2 separate regions of the Sus scrofa genome follow, and region 1 is linked to region 2. Evidence: chromatin contacts called from public Hi-C data. All regions are on one chromosome and are shown on one strand. The core of a region is the stretch at or near the end of the contact, and the rest is flanking DNA. Distances in the headings are between cores, read along the strand shown.

What was found. Hi-C and Micro-C count contacts between places; a contact is called where the count stands out from the background.
Region 1: a contact with region 2 is called in a Hi-C map of skeletal muscle, with 4 times the contacts expected there. The contact joins the enhancer-like site here to the promoter of MICAL2 in region 2. A contact is called at or near these places in 1 of 5 promoter capture datasets (liver), 9 of 47 Hi-C or Micro-C datasets (adipocytes, embryonic fibroblasts, epiblast stem cells and 3 more) and 2 of 2 datasets of contacts at active chromatin or transcription factors (alveolar macrophages and skeletal muscle).

Annotation. Positions count from the first base shown.
Region 1 is chr2:47,356,627-47,362,737 of Sscrofa11.1, forward strand. It overlaps LOC110259726 (a long non-coding RNA gene), which reads left to right and starts at 5,970. Exons shown (of 3, transcript XR_002342103.1): 1 at 5,970-6,086. Within about 2 kb of position 1,710, at least 10 of the 83 cell types and tissues checked have an H3K27ac peak or open chromatin away from gene starts, as enhancers often do. A contact at or near this core is called in skeletal muscle, where this site is marked.
Region 2 is chr2:47,298,110-47,304,490 of Sscrofa11.1, forward strand. MICAL2 (F-actin-methionine sulfoxide oxidase MICAL2) reads right to left here and starts at 3,978. Exons shown (of 38, transcript XM_021083313.1): 1 at 3,801-3,978.

The DNA of each region.
Region 1 (6,111 bases), core at 460-2,959, 56 kb after region 2:
GCTACCCAGCTAGTGACAGGTGAAGCCGAGATTTGATCTCAAATTGGTTAAGCACTTATTTTGTCGCTAGGCCTATTACCTTTCTGACATCCTTGAGGAAGTGTGGACAGAATATGAACCCCAGTCTTAGGTCCAGAAATAAGTCACCTGCTCAGCTGAGGGATTTGGAAGGATTCTGTGTCTCGGTTGAGACAATGGGGTGCATATGGCTTCTTGGGTCTCCTTCAGTGCTGCTCAGACCAGGACCAGGTCCCCCAAGAGACCCTGGATTTTCCTGTTCCCGGCATGAGGCAGGGCTCCTGCTTGGACCCTCCCCTCTGGTTCTGCTTCTACTCTATGTGAATAGGTCCCAGGCCCCCATGAGCCTGTCGCCAACCTGCAGCTGGGCCTGACTGCTCTGCCTCCTGGAAACCTAAGCTTCCCCAACAACAGGAGCCTGCCTCAATCCACACCCAGAGCTGAAGTTGCAGTGCCTGGGGTTCCTTGATGGCAATTCTGGGGATCCCTTTAGCTGGGCCCCATCCATTTTTAGTATTTATTGACATAGAGTTGATTTATAATGTTGGGTTAATTCCTGCTGTACAGCAAAGTGACTCAGTTATCCATATATGTACATTCTTTTTTATATTCTTTTCCACTGTGGTTTATCACAGGACATCGAATATCGAATATAGTTCCCTGTGCTATACAGTAGGACCTTGTAGTTTATCCATCTTTTTTTTTTTTTTTTTTTTTTTTGGGTCTTTTTAGGGCCACTCCTGTGGCATATGGATGTTCCCAGGCTAGGGGCTGAATTGGAGCTACAGCTGCTGGCCTATATCACAGCCATAGCAACACAGGATCCAAGTCGCATCTGCAACCTCCACCACAGCTCATGGCAATGCCGGATCCTTAACCCACTGACGTTAGCCAGGGATCGAACCCACAACCTCACAGTTCCTAGTTGAATTCACTTCCACTGCACCACGACGGGAACTCCATCTGTCTTATATATAGTAGTTTGCCTCTACGAATCCCAGACTCCCAGTCCTCTACCCCTTCCCCACTTGGCAACTACAAGGTGTTCTCTATAACTGTGAGTCTGTTTCTGTGTTGTAAATATGCCAACTGGTGTCGTATTTTAGATTTCACATATATGTGATATTCTATAGTATTTGTCTTTCTCTTTCTGACTTCCCTTAGTATGATAATCTAGCTGCATCCATGTTGCTGCAAATGACCTTATTTCAATCTTTTTTATGGCTTAGTAGTATTCCATTGTATATACCTATCACATCTTCTGTACCATTCATCTGTCAGCGGACATTTAAGTTGTTTCCATGCCTTGGCTCTTATAAATAGTGCTGCTATGAACATAGGGGAGCATGTATCTTTTCAAATTATAGTTCCGTCTGGGTATATGCCCAGGAGTGGGATTTCTGCATTATATGGCTGCTCCATTTTTAGTTTTCTGAGGAACCTCCATCCCTATCTATGTTTTGCATGTGCTGGAGTGGCTTGCTCTCTCCATGCTGGACCCTGTCACCAGCCCCTGTGATGGGCAGCTGCTCCAGAGCCCCCTCCCCAGCTGCTCTGATTCCCCTGCCAGCCTGTTCTCCAAGGCCACGAGCACAGAGGCCTGCTGGACACCCCCAAGCACTGTCTCAGCTCCCCCCAGCTCTGCAGTGAGAGTGCTGCTCAGGCAGGGAGGTGGCCCTGGCCCCTTCTCTTGCATCTTAACCTTTGTAGTCAGAGCCAAGAAGAGTGAAATGCACTTGTGCCTGCCAGTACAGTGGGGCATCACATTTTCTGTTCCTGCCAGCACATTTTCTAGGTCAGTGTTGGATCAGGGAAATCCAATACCGCATGTCCTAACTTTTTATTTGCAAACAGAGAAATGGCTTTCCAAAATAAATAGTGTTTACAAGCAGAGCCTGGAGAAACCTCCATCAGAAATACACTGAGTGCCCAGGAGGACAGATGCTTCCTGGCTGTGGTTGCTGTAAATCCAACACCAGCCCCAGCTCCAGCCCTGGAAGGATAGGCTGGATTGGAAGAGGACATATGCATGTCTGTATGTGTGCACACACGTGCATTTGCACAGATACCCAGATGCATGTTTCCTTAAGGGTCTTTGGGTATGACTAGCATGCTTACGTAAACTGGGGGGGGGGTTTACCCATGTGTACTTGTGTCTGTGTAGGTGTGTCTATACAGGCATGTGCACATGCACACGCATGCATGTGTGTATGTGTGCGTGTGCATTGCTGCCTAATGACTTTGTGCCCAGCCCTGATCCTCAGATATCCAGTCCTCTCTGTAAACACGTTCCTCTTTCCTTAAGCTGCCTGAGCCCTCATCATTTTTTTTTTTTTCCCACCTGAGTGAGGAGCTGGGGCTCCAATTCTGATAGGCTGTATATGCATTTCTTCCACCCGGTTTCCTCTTCATATCCAAACCCCCCCCACTCCCTATTAGATGCCACCTTCTTGTACACGGCAACCACGTGTCGCCTCTGCTTGCCACGTTTGGACACAGCAATCTGAGCTCATGGCATGTTACCATCTCTGGGTAAGTGGCAGCTTGTGCTGCCCCAAGACGTCCTCTGGGGTCACATCTAGCCCAGCGCCCCCTGTCTTCAGGATCTCCCTCCCAGACCCTCTTCCTGGGCTACCAGCACCATCTTCCCCACCTTCTGGCCATTTCTCAGCTCAAGGTCATTTCTCAGCTCAAGGTCCCACCTACCTGGGAAGCATCAACTTCATCAAACTCCTAAGCACCTCAGCCTGGCTTCCAAGAGCTGAGTGATGTTCTCAGCAAACCTTCCCAGGGGTTTCTCCGGGAAAACCTGCGTGAGCTCAGGCCCGCCCCACCCCACCTCTGAGCCTGTCTTTGCTCCTGCTGTTCCTCTGCCACAACACCTTTCTCTGCCAGCCCACGCCCTGTGCTGCCTTCCAGCCCAGCTCTAGGGCCACCCCTCCCCCTACGAGGCCTTCTCAGAGAAACCTCCCCCGACAGCACCTTCCCCACCCGGCCCCATATCACAGGATGACACCCTGCCCCATGGATTGCCTAAGAACTGTTTTCAGGTTGCTTCACAGCACTTATCTCGCCCTCCCACCTAGATTGCAATCTCCTAGTATCAAGCCCTGTGTTCCTTGTGAATAAGCCCTGGAACCCGACACAGGTCTGGACATAGTACAGACCAGTGATAAGGGCCCGTAGGTGAGTTGATGCAAGTAAACCAAGTCAGGGTCAGGGTATAAAACGACGTGCCGGGCACTGCATCTGGTGACTCACGTGCCCTCCCTCATTGAATCCTCCCAATAACTGTGGGAGTGGGGAAATAGCATCCGCATCTCCTAGATGAGAAAACAGAGGCCGAGGGAGGCTGTGGGACTTCTTCACAGAACAAGCAAGTGGCAACGTCAGGATTTAATCCTAGGTCTGTCCAACTCCATCTCTCTGTTACCTTGCAATAACCGTGGCAGTGGAAGGCGGTGTGCTAGAGTGTCGAGAACTCTCTGAAATTCTACAGCACGCCCTGGCTAGAAAGGTTAGCACAAGCACAAGGTCAGTGCTGTCCAGAACTTTCTGCAATTATGGAAATGTTTAGTTCTATACTATCCAGTAGGGTAGCCATCAGCCAGATGGCCACTGAGGACCTGAAATGTGAGTGTGACTAAGGAACTGGATTTGATTTGATTTGATTTGTCTTTTGTCTTTTGTCTTTGAAGGGCTGCACCCGTGGCATATGGAGATTCCCAGGCTAGGGGTCAAATCAAAGCTGTAGCTGCCAGCCTACAACACAGCCACAATAATGGCAGATCTGAGTCTGCGACCTACACCACAGCTCACGGCAACACCAGCTCTTTAACCCACCGAGCGAGGCCAGGGATCAAACCCGCAACCTCATGGTTCCTGGTTGGATTTGTTTCCATTGCGCCGTGACAGGAACTTCAGGAACTGGATTTTAAATTTTATGTCATTTTTTTTCTTTCTATGGTCACACCTGCGGCATATAGAATTTCCTGGGCTAGGGGTTGAATTGGAGCTGCAGCTGCCAGCCCATGCCACAGCCACAGCAACACCCAATCCTTAACCCAGTGATCGAGGCCAGGGATCAAACCCACATCTTCATGGCCACTATGCCGGGTTCTTAACCTGCTGAGCCACAATGGGAACTCCCAAATTTTATTTAAGTTTAATTCATTGGAATTTAAATAGTCACCTGTGGCTTGTGGCTACCATATTGAACAGGATAACACTAGAACACTGCTACCCAACCATGTTCATGCTAAGTCAATAATAGACATTTGTTAGTAGAAGAGAAAAATAAAATAATAATTGTACAATGAGTGAGGCTGCTTGTTACCAGGGCAACTGGCTCAAGGAGTCCTCCCCTCCTAGCCTCACCCAGGACCCCCAGGGTTATGACTCCAAGGGACAGTGTCGCAATAAATGTGTAACCCATTCCAGGCACACGGGATCTTAATGACGGCAGAGTTCCCTGTTGGCTCAGCCTCCAGGCCTAGGACACGGAAGTCATTGTGATGATAAGAAACCTTCCCAGTCCTTGTGTGGCCTCCTGTCCTTCCATTTCCCACAGGGGGTGCCAGGCCCTGGGCAGGGGCAGCGGTACAGTGGGTGACTCAGAGCCCAGCCTCTCTGAGCACGAGCCAGCAGTGAGGAATGATGGGAGCCTTCTTGACCTTCGCCATCAAGGCGCCTGCGGCTCCACAGTTGTCAGAGACTAGGACCCTGGTCACAGCAACCCAAGGTGGGCTCTGGCCCTGCAGAGGGAGCCAGGTGCCTACTAGGCTATTATTGGCAGCACTTTGGCGCCACCTCCTGGCCAGCTTGCAGAGTGCCAGTGGGTCCAAGCTCAGCAGGAAGAAGATGGGATGGGGCCCTGCTGACCAATGGGGGCTATCAGAGGCCACCCAGGCCCCACCTGGTTACATGTCAATACACAGCAGGGGGGTCCTCTCCCTTCCAGTAAGGAACGGGCACCTTGGATGGAAGGGAGGGTGAGAGCAGCAGCGCTGGGGGAGAGTGAAGGGAGACAGCTGGAGTGCTGTGTGAGTTTGGAACGGGAACATTCCAGCATCCAGGACCTCATTCACACCTCCATTATTAAACTGTGCCAGACCCTGGATATATGGGGAGAATCCAGACAGGAGCTGGGTGGTGGCTGAAACGGGGTGACCTCAGGAAGCAGGGTGAAGGCCGTGTGTCTGGGCTGGTCTCTGAGGATGAGAAGGGTTGGCTACCTGCAGACAAAGGGGGAAGCAAATGAGTTTGCAGCAGAGGGAGCCGCCAGGGGGCCCAGACCTGGAGGTGAGAAGGAGGGAGATTCTCTGGGGAGGTGAAGTGGCTCCAGGTGGCCAGAAAAATGGAGGGGATGGGCAGAGGTGGTGTCGGGTGCAGGGGGCTGGATCTGAAGCAGCTGGGTGGTCCAACCCACCCAGGGCTTGTGGTCTGCAATCCCCACACTATCTGGCAGACCCCCAGGGGCTGGTGAGCTTGGCATTTCTGGAACAGCTGGCAAAGGCAGCAGATGGGCTTCGTGCTTTGGAGATGGGGAGGGTGCGGGACAGGCTGAGACAGGAGACTGACTGACCAGCCCCGTGACCCAGCAACATTCCTCTTCTCTGGGCCTCCATGTCCTCATCAGTCAGGAGTTGGCTAATAGTCTTCATCAACTCCGGCTTAACCAGTCCGAGTCCCCAAGTGCAGGAAGGAAGGAGGTGTAAAGACAGCTGGGTTCTGGGAGACGTCCCCTGCCCAGGAGGGGCTGGGTGAGGCTGTGCCCCTAGACCCCAGTTATGTGCAGATGCTGAGCCTGAGCAGGGCTTCCTGAGCCACTGGGTCTCAATTTCCCTCAGTGGGGAGCTGGGGGAGCTGGGAGAGCAGGCTCTCATGGAGGTAAGAGGCCCGGCGAGGCTCAGAGGCTTATAGGAGAGGGGGGTCTCCTGTTCAGACTTCAGGCTCACGCAGTTTCTTTATTCAGGGAACTGGGGGAGCCCGGGGCTCTGTCTAGCTCCAGAATTCTAAGGATCCCAGCACAGGTTTCTTCCCAAGAGATTCCCGAGCCCTGGAAAAAGGTAAGACGCCCTCAAACAAGCCCAG
Region 2 (6,381 bases), core at 2,728-5,227:
TAAAAGCGGGGAAGGGGGGTAGATGGAAGGGGGTGCTCCAGATTAAAGGAGGTAAGAGAACTACCAACCAAATGCAGCATACAGACTTTGTTTGGATTCTGATTTGAACGAACCAATGATGAAGGTCACTTCTGAGACAATCAAAGAAATCTGAATGTGCACAGATGAGACCGAAAAATTGCTGTTAATCCTGCTACACGCAATAATGGCAATGCAGTCATGAATGAACATTCTTTTTAAAAATAGATATATAGATATATGCTGGATGATATAGGGGCAGAATGACATGATATCAGAAATTTGCTTCAAAATATTTCAGGAAGAAGAAAAGAAAGAGAGAGAGAGAAAGCCAGCCTGGCATGATCTTGGTTGTTAAAGCTGGATAATGAGTATTTTGGGCTTATTATACTATTCTCTCTCTATATATATACATATATGTGTGTATATATATACATATATATATACACACATATATATATTTTAGGACTGCATCCACAACATATGGAAGTTCCCAGGCTAGAGGTCGAATTGGAGTCATAGCTGTTGGCCCACACCACAGCCACAGCAACGCAGGATCTGAGCCGCATCTGCCACCTACACCACAGCTCACGGCAATGCCAGATCCTTAACCCATTGCATGAGGCCAGGGATTGAACCCACGACCTCATGCCTCCTAGTCGGGTTCGTTAACTGCTGAGCCACAAAGGGAACTCTATTCTATTTTTGTGTTTGAAAGTGCTCGTATTTTTAAACAAAGGATAGATATCCTAACGAAGCCTCGTATAAAAGGCAAAGGGGCCATAAAGCAAAGAGCAAGGAGGATTTGTGAGAACCAGAAAATAAATAAATAAATAAATAAATAAAGATTATGAGTGTTTTAAATGTCATTTCACAGTAGGGTGGAAGGACATGTCCACATGTGACATTTACAATATAAGCTGAGGAATCCTAAGCACAGCAGGGGGCTACAAACACCAAGCCTGCTTCCCTTAGGGCTTAATTCACCATACAGACCTTACTTGTAGACTGAGGCCAGAATTCTAACTTGATCACTCACTAGCTGTATAAGAGCAGCAAGTTTTAACCTTCCTGAGCCTCAGTTTCCTCATCTATAAAATGGGAATAACCTCACCTACCTCTTTAGAGAGCTAATGTGGGTCAAATGATATAAAGAATGAAAAGTCCCTGCATAATAAACAGTGTTCCCTTTCCTGGGCCTTTAAACCATAGACACCCCCTAGTCTTGGAAAGGCCTCGAAAATTGACAATGTTTACTTTAGCCCCAATCTTCTTGCACCGATACCCCACCCCTCCCACCAGAGTCAAGGCTCTCCTCCAAGAAAGCAGGATCTGGAGTTCCTGTTGTGGCTCAGTGGAAACGAATCTAACTAGCATCCATGAGGACGCAGATTCGATCCCTGGCCTCACTCAGTGGGTTAAGGATCTGACACTGCCATGAGCTGTAGTGTGGGTCAAAGATGCGGCTTGGATCCCGAGTGGCTGTGGCTGTGGTGTAGGCCAGCAGGAGTAGCTCTGATCTGACCCCTAGCCTGGGAACCTCCAAAGGCCTCGGGTGCAGCCCCCCAACACACACCCGAAAAAAGGCAGGACCTCCACCTTCAACAGTAGGGAGTGAAAGGTGCAGGCCCATGACTGGAAGGCACACCCAGATTGGGATGGAGCCATGGACAGAGAGAATAGAAACACCACATCATAGGCAGAAAGGGCTTACGGAGGTGCTCCTCTGCTCCTTTCAGTTCCCAGGAAGAGGTTTCCAATGACCAAGCTACAACCAGCCTTAGTCCTTAAACTGATTTATACTAAAGTGTAACTGGTTGGTACTAAAGTATAACTGATTGGTATTAGGCTAATCACGATTTTCTTTCAGAAGGGAGTGATAAGCCCAAAGCCAGAGCCCTGGGCTTGAATAAAGGAGGCTGTGGTTTCATTTTTCATAAAAGTATGCTCAAACGGTGGATCTCAATCACCTTACAACCATAACTAGTATACCTGAACACCTGCCCCCACCCAAAAAAAATTAAACTAGAATCAGTCCTAAGGTACAGGTTATTTTAGCTAAAGGTCCTCCTAGACCATCCCAGAAGCCAACTTTGAGAGCGAGGGCCAAGTCAATGGCAGGGCCAGGCCTCCCCCTCAAATAGGACCCACACACCAACAATCAATCCCTTCGCATCACAAATGATCAACACCCACCATCCCCCTTGAGGGAGGACAGGGTGGCCAAGGGATCTGCAGGTTGAACAACCTGGGTTAACCCAGGTCAGTTCCAGCACTTGGCTAAAGAAGCACCCCCAGTATCTTCAGGTGGAATCTTTTCAGAAACCAGAAGACTCCAGGCACCCTGGGAGGCCATGAGCCTGCAGCACAGTACACCACTTTTCACAGCCATGGGGCAGCACGAAGAGCACTGGACTGAGCTCTGGCAGAGGCTGGTTCAAACCCTGGCTCAGCCACTTTCTCTGTGTCCTTGGGCACTCACCCTACCTGAGTCTGTTTCTTCATCTCTAAAATGAGGAGGGCAAAACTCTCAGAGGTTTTGGAGAGTTACCATGAAATTGGCTGCACAAGGGCCACAGGGCAGGAGCTGTTCCTCAGTAGGCACTTAATAAATCTATCTTCTCTCTGTCTGAAGGCGAATTCTTACTATAATAAGAGCCTCCAGAACACCGGGTGGTGCTGCCCTGGAACTTAAGGCCCACTTGGGTCAACTTCCCCTGGGAAAGGGACAGGAACAGGCACCCAGGCAATCAAACATCTGAGGGTCAACCCGCCTGCTGGTTCTTTTCCCATGGGACCAGCCCAGAAGGAGGCTGGTTAGCAACTTGACCCTTCACAGAAGCCACTGAAGACTGTAGGGAGCAAGGCAAGACCAACAGCAAGAGGGTCCACAAGATGCTTAAGGTCCAGGCATTATCCATGTGCCTCCAAATAAAAGCTCTTTGGGCTTTAAGAACCCAGGCTTTAGAATAAACAATGTGGAAAGAGACACACGTTTACTCTGGTTTCAACACGCCTCCTCCCCATCCAGTAAAGGCTGTTCCCAGCTTTGCCGCGAGGCTGGCCTAGGATAAAGTTAACCCCACCTGCCCCGGCCTGGGAGCCTAGTCAGTGGCACTTCTCCCCAGGGCCGGTCGGCAACAGCAAGGCGGACGCCCCAGTGGGGGTGCCCCCGGGCCTGAGGTGACCTCGGGCTGCCGGGCCACGGGGCTCAGAAAGGACAGGGCAGCAGCTCCTAGGGCCACGCAGCGGCCCCAGACCCAGTCCTAGCCCGCAGGCGCCCAGGCCACCGACAATTGGCCCAACTTAACTTCCTGTTGTTAAGGAGGGAGGGGAACTAGGCGGGGGTTGGGTGGGCACCCAGCAGGGCCAGGAAAGAACGTGACCGGCGACCCGCGCTGGGCCCAAATCATGGGAAGATAAGTTTGGGAATGATCTTCTGCCTGGGTGGCAGGCGGTACTGCTGGCGTATCGCGCTCCCTCCATATCGACATTTGGGTATTTTCCAGGCTTAGAACTGAAGAATTTGGGTGCTGGGGGGCAGAATAATAGTTCGAGGTACTGCATTCTAGTCGATTTAGAGACCGATGGGGGCAGTCCCGGCCTCCTTAGGCAGAGCCACCTGCTCGCTGGGCGCCCCGCCGGGTGGTTCTGAGGCGGGAGATGCTGTGGCCGCACCTGACCCTCCCTGGCGCGGGCCAGGGCGCAGAGTTCAGGCTCGGCTGCCACGGTCCCCACCCGCCCATCCCGGAGCCCCGCGATCGCCTTCTCCCCGGCCTTACCGAGAGCCTCATCAGCCGCCGAGCCTCGGGTGAGCCCCTGCCTTCGCCTAGGGCCGCGGGCGCTGCGGTCGGGACCCTGAGGCCGCCAGCTGAGCTGGGAGCGAGCTAGGCGGCCCCGCGCAGGGTTCGCCGGGCAAGCGCCTGCAGTTCTGCGCCGCGCGGCTACCAGGACGGGGATCCGCCCCCATCGGAGGCGCGGCCAATGCCTGTGCAGCCGGGGGTGCAGTCCCGCCCCCAAGCCCGAGGCCCACGGCCAATGGCAGCGCGGCGCGGAGCCCACCCCCGCTCCCCGCTGGCCCCGCCCCTGTGGGGCCAGCTGTCACCACGGCTGCTGCGGGCGCACGTGGGCTGTAGCCCTGAGCCGCTGAGGGTAGGGGGCAGCCAATGCTCCCACCCGGACCAGTGCAGGCCTAAGACTCGCTAGGGCCGATAAGGGCGGGGAGTGGTGATGCCGCTAGATGAAACCCACCCCCACCCCGTGCAGGTATTCTAATACCTAGGGAGAGGTGAGGGCTGAGCCTAACCCTCCTTAGCACAGGCAGCTGGAAAGCAAGCCTCAGCGTCCCCTTTTGGACTTGAGGGAGCAGCACAGCACTTCCAGTACTGTGAACCTCCCTCCTTGCTTTAGTCCTTGATCACCCTGGGCTTCAGGAAACGCCTGCTAGCGGAGAGGCTCTTCCTCTCACCTGGACTGGCCTTGCTTAGAATAAAACTGACGGGCTTTGCTGTACAGCAGAAATTGACAGAACATTGTGAATCAACTATAATAAAAAATTATTTTAATAATAAAACTGTTGGGAAGAGAGGCAGCGGTGTAGACCACGTAGGACCTTAGTCAAATCACCCAAGTACTCTCTTCTCTTGGCCATCAAGTAACTACTTTAATCTCCGCTCTGCCCACCCTCACCAGTTGCCCACAGCTCCAAAGGGCAGGATTCACAGAAAAGTCAGTGTGAACAATGTGAGAGGGGCGTGAAGCCACTTTGTGAACTGCAAATACTGCAAACACCTTTGGCAGACTGCCTTAGTAGCCTTGATCATGAAACAGGGATCCCACGGGCAGGAGCTATGTCTTACTCATCTCGGTGGCCCAGGAACCTCTCATGGGCTTGGCCCAATATAAATGTTCTTGGAACAGAACTGACACAAAGGGAAGGAAAACAGGCAGGCTTGGGCAGTGAGAAAACAGTTGTAGCTCCAGACTGTTGGAATTTCCACAGCATCAGACCACCCTCTGGAAAGACTATGTTCCCTTGCCAAGCAAGTACAGGCAGAGCAGTTTGCCCCTTATTTCTTTCCATGCTCCTTATCATGTGATCCTACTTGAGGCCTGTTAGGTTTTCCTAGGGACTGTCCTACATAGTTGCTCTCTTAGCATCCTCAGAATTCAGTCGACTTCCTGTAGGTGAACTTTCAGCAAAAGCCAACCCTGCTTGGTTTGCAAGACTCAGTCAGCACTGATGCTCAGAGGGGCAGCTCTCCTCTCTGATGGAACTCTGCCTGCGGTGCCAGTTGTTAGGATGTCCTCTCTGCACATTATCTCGTTTAATTCTGACAGTGGCTCTGTGCAGTATGCATTTTTATTATCATCCTCTTTTACAGATGTGAACACTGAGACTCAGGAGGTTAAGTAACTTAACAAGGTCACGCAGTTAATAAGTTTCAGCGTGTAGATATGATTCTGGATTCCAGAATCTGCAAGCCTAATCACTGTGCACTGGGGTCTCTGCAGTCCTGCCCATACCTATAGGCCAGATCTATCCCTGAAGGAACTGCTCTGGGACCTGACCATCCCAAACACTCTGTTGAGCTCAGGCCTGGGCTCTGTCAGGGACAGGAGATGAGACCAGCATAGGCCTTTCTTATTTACAGAGTGACTGGTCAAAGAAACAGGGTTACCTCTGCCCCTAGTCCAAATCCTCACTGGCCACAGGCCTCTTGCTTCCGGCCTGGGCCTGAGACACCTGTGCTAGGATGGAGATGGAGACAGAGCCATTCATTCACTTCATAGGTGCTACTGAGAACTGGATATGAGGCTTACATTCATGTAACTTACCATTCAGCTGATGGGTTGGAAGTACACAGTGCTATGGGAGTTGTATTCTTTATCAATTTTATTTTTTATAATTCCCATCATCTTATCTATAGCACGTGTTCTCCAAATTAAACAAATTTAACACTGCTTCAGGAACACTAAGGGCCCACCAAGTTTTACAGAGGTAATCCTGCTGAGCATAGACATTCTAGTAACTCTAAAACTTATTAATGTGTTCCTAGGATCTCTGCCTCCTCTTCCCCAACCTTACTCCCAACCTTTTTTAACTTGGGGGAAGGGAAGGCAGGGAGGGTGGATAGTGGGTGTGCTCAGGTAAGAAGGACCCTTACTAAGTGGGTCTGAGGGCTGAAGAATGAGCTTTTCTCCTTGGATGTAGGCCAAGCTGGGAGCTGATGGAGCCTCACTGAAAGAAGGGAGATAAGCCTTGAGACCTCTTGAACCAGTGGACAGAGCCCCTTGCCACCACATTCAAGCCACCCTTGCTGGCCATCGCCCTGGAGGGTGGGGAGGAATAGGGACAGAAGA